2 separate regions of the Mus musculus genome follow, and region 2 is linked to region 1. Evidence: chromatin contacts called from public Hi-C data. All regions are on one chromosome and are shown on one strand. Each heading gives the region's core, a stretch centred on a gene start, on an enhancer-like site or on the middle of the called end of the contact. The rest is flanking DNA. Distances are from core to core; before and after follow the strand shown.

Evidence for each region. Hi-C and Micro-C count contacts between places; a contact is called where the count stands out from the background.
Region 2: a Hi-C map of Sertoli cells shows a contact between it and region 1, with 4 times the contacts expected there. The contact joins the promoter of Pcmtd1 here to the enhancer-like site in region 1. A contact is called at or near these places in 3 of 39 promoter capture datasets (the C10 cell line and hippocampal neurons), 2 of 484 Hi-C or Micro-C datasets (Sertoli cells and cerebellar granule neurons) and 1 of 9 other capture datasets (adipose tissue).

What each region holds. Positions count from the first base shown.
Region 1 is chr1:6,865,325-6,868,547 of GRCm38.p6, reverse strand. No RefSeq gene overlaps it. Among named protein-coding and RNA genes, the nearest start is that of St18, 140 kb to the right of the region's middle. Within about 2 kb of position 1,622, at least 22 of the 459 cell types and tissues checked have an H3K27ac peak or open chromatin away from gene starts, as enhancers often do. A contact at or near this core is called in Sertoli cells, where this site is marked.
Region 2 is chr1:7,087,375-7,090,597 of GRCm38.p6, reverse strand. Pcmtd1 (protein-L-isoaspartate (D-aspartate) O-methyltransferase domain containing 1) reads right to left here and starts at 1,678. Exons shown (of 6, transcript NM_183028.3): 1 at 1,382-1,678.

The DNA of each region.
Region 1 (3,223 bases), core at 373-2,872:
GGTGAAAAGCACCCCAAAGACAGATGCACAGAATCTTTTAAAATATCTTAAAATCCTAAGCCCTGAGCCATAGTACACCTCTCCATTAACCATCTCAGGCATCTCTGGGGCTCAGCAGGTGTTGGCTTTCACCGTCAGATTCTGGGACTCTCAGAGTAATTTTTCTCTTTCCTTTTCCTCCCTGTGGCTGTATTCAGGTGTCTGAGTGTTACAGGTGATCATTTCCTCTCCTGCCTACACATGGAAGTATATTTGTAAATAATCTGAGAAAAAAGAAACAAACAAACCAAATCCCTCAATGAGCATCCAAGGTTGATCTTTGCCTCTCCCAGCTTCCATCTTAGAGCTACAAACCCCAGGGTCATCGTTTGACAATAACAGTTCTCAGAAAGGCAAGTTGAGGCTGTGTGGGTGGGCTGTATTTAATAGGACTGTCCTATAAGGAGAGATAAGGGCAGAGTGTGTGATCACACAGGCCTGCTACAGGATCCAATACTGAGCAGCCGGGGGGGGGGGTGGAGTAATGGGAGTTAAGAATTCCTGCTGTTGATACACCTAGAACAAAGCTTCTAGAGTTTGTGAGGATTTCATGCCCTGGAAGTCTCTGAAGACTCAGGACTGAGGAAAAGAGGGGAGACCTGTAAGAGGAAAGACAACTTCCTCATTCTAAGAGGAGGGGCTTCTGAGACCCAGGACCAGAACATCCGTGACTGGTGGGATTCTGCAACCTATTGGAGAAGGTTTTGTTGGTATATACTAGGTTATATGTCACCTCTGGTCCTACAGCCTGAGGCCAGACATCATTACAGTTTGTCCAGAGAGCTGGATGTCTACTAAGTCCCAACCTCTGAGGACATGGCTTTGAGCTTTCTTTTTTTATTTACATTGTTGATTAATTCTCCTTAAAAAATATTTATACGTGAGCCTGTGTGAGTTTGCAGGCATTGCACACAGATACAAGCCAATGAAGGCTGGAAGACGGTGTTGGGTCCCCTGAAACTGGGGTTACAGGCAGATGTGAGCTGCCTTGTGGGTGCTTAGAACCAAGTCTGAATCCTCTGCCAGAGCAGCAACTGCTCTTAAGTGCTGAGCAATCTGTTTCTGGACCCATATATTGCTAGTTTTCTTACTCATTTTACTGACTTTCCTCTTAAGATGTTGAATGAAATTGACCTGCTAGTTTATAATGTTTTTCAGGACAGTAAAATGTCTGAAATCTTTTCATCTGTCATTTTACTTATTTCAGTGACTTGGGTTTAGGAATTTCATAGGAAACGAGCGTTGATCACTCTGCTAGGATGTAGCTGGTGTCAGGCAGCAGCAGAGTTCTTGGGCCTTCTGGCAGCAAATGCCAGGTGGCTCCAGATTCTGGTTCATCTGCTGTCACGGGAGTCAGTTCTAACTCACTGAAGAGCTCTTCTGAGTTATGAGAGCTATTCCTGACCACTGAATGCAGATCCTCAGCAATCTCTACGCACCTCCCAGCCTGAGTTGGCTTCCTGCCAACTGTAGCTTTTGGCTGGCCCTTGTTTCTGGATCTGTTGCTCTCTACTACTGCCTCTCTGGGTCTCCCTCCCCTTACCAAGAAGTTAAAGTAGGACAAATGTTCTCTGTTCTTAGATCCTCAGTCTGGCTCAGTTTTAAACAACACATTCTTCCTTAAGATAGCTGCAGCTCCTTTGCAACAGCTTATGTGTAAATTACCGTGCCTTTTGTTGTTCACTGTCTATTCACAGTATTTTACTATTGCAGGAAATTCTGCCAAGATAAAAGCTGAATATGACTATTGTTCATTTTTCAAACTTAAAAAATATCAGTGGGCATGACGTCTGAGCTGTCAGCTTTCCACACAGGGTATCAATTTAATGGGTTACTCACCAAACCTTCGTGTCAAGCTCACCTCTGAACCTGTGACAATCATAATTACTCATTACAATCTTAGTCCTGCCATGGAAGGTCTTTCTGAAACCAGTGCTCTCAAATGACAAGCCATACTTCCATCTTTTTCGAGATGACATTGAGATTGTCATGGTTGTGTATTTACTATTTATGACAGTAAAATCTCCATTGGTTTATTAGTAAAAGGCTGCTTCTGCAGAAAGGAAAAGGATTTTTTTGCCCTCTCCCCCTTTTCATGTGAGTACTATATAGTGCAGGCTAGTCTGAAAGTCACAATCTTCCTGCCTCTGTCTCTGCAGGACAGATGTGAACCACTCCACTGTTGGTATGTTTTTCTTATTTTCAGTAGGCTTTCTAAACTTAGAATTCAGAAAAAGGAGGAAAGAAAGGTGGGAAGGAACTGAGGGGGAGGGAAAAGTGAGTGCTTTCCAGGCCATGTGTTCACTGCCTTGTGGATTTCACAATGTGATTACCACTTTGTTTTTGTCTCTGAGAAGAAACAATTATCACTGCTCTCAGTTTCTGCCTTGAAATTTTACTCCACAAAAAAGAAAGAGTAGCAAAGAAGCATATGATTTGCAAGCTGTGGCAAGGAAAAAAAGCCAGCTATTTTCTTTTTTTCTCTTTCCTTTGTTTCTGTCTTTTCTTTTCTTTCTTCCTTTTTTCTTTCTCTCCTTTCTCTCTTTTTTCCTTTCTTTTTTGTTTTTTTGTTTTTGTTTTGTTTTGTTTTGTTTTTTCGAGACAGGGTTTCTCTGTGTAGCCCTGGCTGTCCTGGAACTCACTTTGTAGACCAGGCTGGCCTCGAACTCAGAAATCCGACTGCCTCTGCCTCCCAAGTGCTGGGATTAGAGGTGTGTGCCACGACCGCCGAGAGTCTTTCTTCCTTTCTTTCTCCTCTCCTCTGCTTCATTCTTTACTTCCCCATTTTTTCTCTTCCATTTTGAACAACTTTGTGCAGAAGAAATGGACAGAACTCTGCTGACAATACAGAGAGTTTTTATTTTTCTAAAAGTCACATTTCTAAAAGTCACATTGAATGTTAGAAACCAATAAAAACAAAAAGAGAAATTAACACTGAAATGGCACTGTATTCAACTCAATGCATACAAATATTTTTATTTCAGCCTGTGCTGCTAGTCAAATCTTAGTACTTCCAGCTACTGCAGGGATAAGGAGGGAGCTCTGAGGATGGGTTGAGGGGAGGCTTGGAGAGTAGGGAGGCCAGATGAGGGACACAACCCTATGGGCTAGACCTGGGGAGGAACAAACCCATAAAATATGCCATACTTATCATAGTTCATACATAGTTAATAGAATTTTATGA
Region 2 (3,223 bases), core at 429-2,928, 220 kb before region 1:
CTCAGCCCACCCAGAAAAGCAGAGCAGGCGCTTAGTCAGGCACTCCAGGCCTGAGCTGACTGACCACAGAAGCAGGAAGACACTACTTAGGCTTTTATTTAAAAACAAAAAAGTACCAGCATATTGTTGACAAAAACAACGAAAATACCATAGATCTCTTCAAGTCTTTTAAGTTCGATTCCTAAATAAATGTGCACAATTGTGTCTATGATTTTAAGGACAGGCCTGTTTGGAATAAGACGGTTGCCTATGATTACTTTAGTAGACTGTTTCCCTTGGAAGCTAGCAAGATTAGCACAATAATGCGTGCAGAACCACTTTTCTTCCACTTTCAGACTTCTCCCTAGGGTTCACCTTGCAAAATATTTAATCCGTGGTGGGTTTTTTTTTTTTCTTATTTGAGTACAAAATTTCTAAATGGTGACTTTCTACGAGTTTCATCAAAAGTAGCCTCCTAGAGTTTAAAGAATTAAATGCTGCTATCTAACCATATGGTATTTAAACTTTATGACATAAAGAAAAAGTAAACTTTGTGTAATCTTTAGGCAGTCATTCCCTCTCATGTAAACTCTGAGGTCTAAGCAAAGACTAGCAACCTGTTTCATATGAAAGTATCGCATGTGGCCTTAGATACTGTGAAAGTCAATATATTAAGTTGCAAAATACTGGCACGTAGGCCAGGCACAACAGCTCCTGTTTGATCCTAGCACTCGGGAGGTGGAGGCAGAAGCTAAGAGTTCAAGGTCAGCTTCCACAGCACAGGGGGCTCTATCTCAGCTTGAGCTATAGAACTGCGTCGCAAATCACAAAACATACAATAAGCTTTTAACTGACTCGCTACTGAAAGTGTGAAGCCCATGCTAAACAGTAACATTTAACAATAAAGTATGTTTTTAAAAAAAAGAGTGGAGAGTTCCGTATACTACTGGCCCAAAAATCTATATTCTATATAGGACTTTAATTTTCGTCTATAAACACACTCCTCACTTGCACCGACAAAATCCTGAAAGGCTGGATGCATACATACACTTGGGATCGGGTTACTCTGAGTAGTGGGAGCGTAAATATTGGGGTTGAGGTCCAGGACAGAAAGAGGGCAGGAGTCTTGTGTCTTCATTGTTTGGCAGCTTTTTTTTTTTTTCTTACAGAGCACGCAGTACTTTAGCTCCATTTCTAAGAGCATTCCTCCTCCTCCTTCTGTACCCAAATTCTTCAGATTTGTAAACGCACAGCTGTGGTTTCACGATTTTAAAAGAACACGCATAAAAGCAATAAGCTGTAAAACACCTTGGCTCTGCAAAACAGCTCGCCCTGTCTCTCTCCATCCGTTCTCCCGGCTGGTGTCTAAAATGCCAAAGCAGCGGACGCGGACCGCACTTACCGAAGGCGCAGAAGACGCTCACACAGCGGCAGCGCCCGCTCAGTCCCTGAAGCCCCGTCCCAGCCCCCGCGTCACGAGCCTGCGTAGGCGGGAGCCCTCCAGGCCAAAGCAGCGGCGGACCGGCGGCGGGCGGAGCGCCGCAGAGACAGCCGACTGGCCCGGCACAGCGTCCGCCAGCGCCGACGCGGGAGGGCGGAGCCCGACCCGCAACCCGGGACCCGGGCAGCTGGACTGCCCTAGTCGCCACCGCCTCCTGGGAGCTGCGCGTGCGCGGGGCGCCCTCCGAAGAAAGATGCCAATCAACGGGGCCTGGGAACACCCCCACCCTCAGCTGGGTTGGACTCCGCCCTCTCGCTGAACGCCCTGCCCCTTAACCAAACAACGCGAGGCTTGCCCAAGCGGCTGGCAGCTCCCGCGGATGCCGCGAGAGCTGGGGCTCCTCCTATTCTGTCGCTGTTTTGTTTGTGTGCTGCGTAGCTCGGGAGCGCAGGGTCTGGTGACTCAGTCCGTCCCCAGCTCCGCCTCCGGTCGGCGTTTTGCCGACTGGATCTACGAGGCCACTTCATCTCCAGCCTCTCCGCGGGTCTCTGTATCGGGTGATGGGGAGGATGCCTGCAGACCCGGCGCGCACCCAATGACTGGCGGCGGTGCATGCGTCGCCCCCTGTGCAGGCGCAGCTGACGCCTTCTTGGTCCACGCCGAAGCCCCTGCCTGTGTCGGTGTCGGGAAGGAGTGCTTGTTGAGAAGTGGCGAGGGTCAGAAGCAAGGGGGAGCATCTACATCTGTAGTCCTCCGCAGTAAACATGTCGATTCCTACTTTGGGACTGTATTTTTTGTTTGTTTGTTTGTTTCCAGCACATAAAAAGACACTGCTTTCCCAATGCTGTAATTTGTAACCAAATGCACGTTCCAGATGTGGTGGCACTGGCTTGTAACCCCAGCACTTGGGATGCTCAAAGTCTGCCTGTACTACATACATATATCAAGTCCCTATCAGGAAAACAAAAGGTCTTGAGGCCTAGGTTGCTGTCACCTACAGTAACCTTGTGTAAAGTGTTTAAGAACAGAGTAGTAAAATGAGAGCTTCCAATCACTTGAAAACTGGAACAAAGTTAACTTATGCGATGGTCTGACTTTCAGCTCACCTTTATGTCTCAAGTACGAAGTTAGATTTGGTGGCCTTTTAGCCCTTAGACTGAGGCTGTGGGCCGGATTCCTTAGTCCTATCTTTGTGTCTCTCCTAGAACCAAAGCACCCCTGGACAGGATGGGATCACATAACAGTCTTTGGGGGTTCGGTTTCTGATACTCTAGGCAGAAATTTTAGCAGGTGAAAATATTTTATCGAGTGGATGTAACGGCTCAGGGTGGTAATCCCAAAAGCTCCGCAGGTGACAGCAGAGATCAGTAGTCCAAAGTTATCTGCAGATACTTCATTTGAGGTCAGCCTGGGTTATATGAGACTGTCTCAAAAAAAAAAAAAAAATATATATATATATATATACATCTTACCATAAACATAATAAATCACATGATAAATTAGGAAGGTTTGGGAGTTTTAACAGAATCTCCAGGCTGTCCTCAAATGTGAAATCCTCCGAGCCTCAGCCTTCTGAGAAATCACAGATGAGTTCCACTTCACCTGTTTTAAAATAACAGTGAGACACTAGAAAACATTTTGGTTTTCTTTTTCTTTCATTTCAGTCCCTATGGGAATTTTTTTTGTTTGTTTTGTTTTGGTTTGATTTTTTAAGACAGGGTTTCTCTGTATAGCCCTGGCTGTCTTGGAACTCACTTTGTAGACCAGGCTGGCCTCGAATTCAGAAATCTGCTTGCCTCTGCC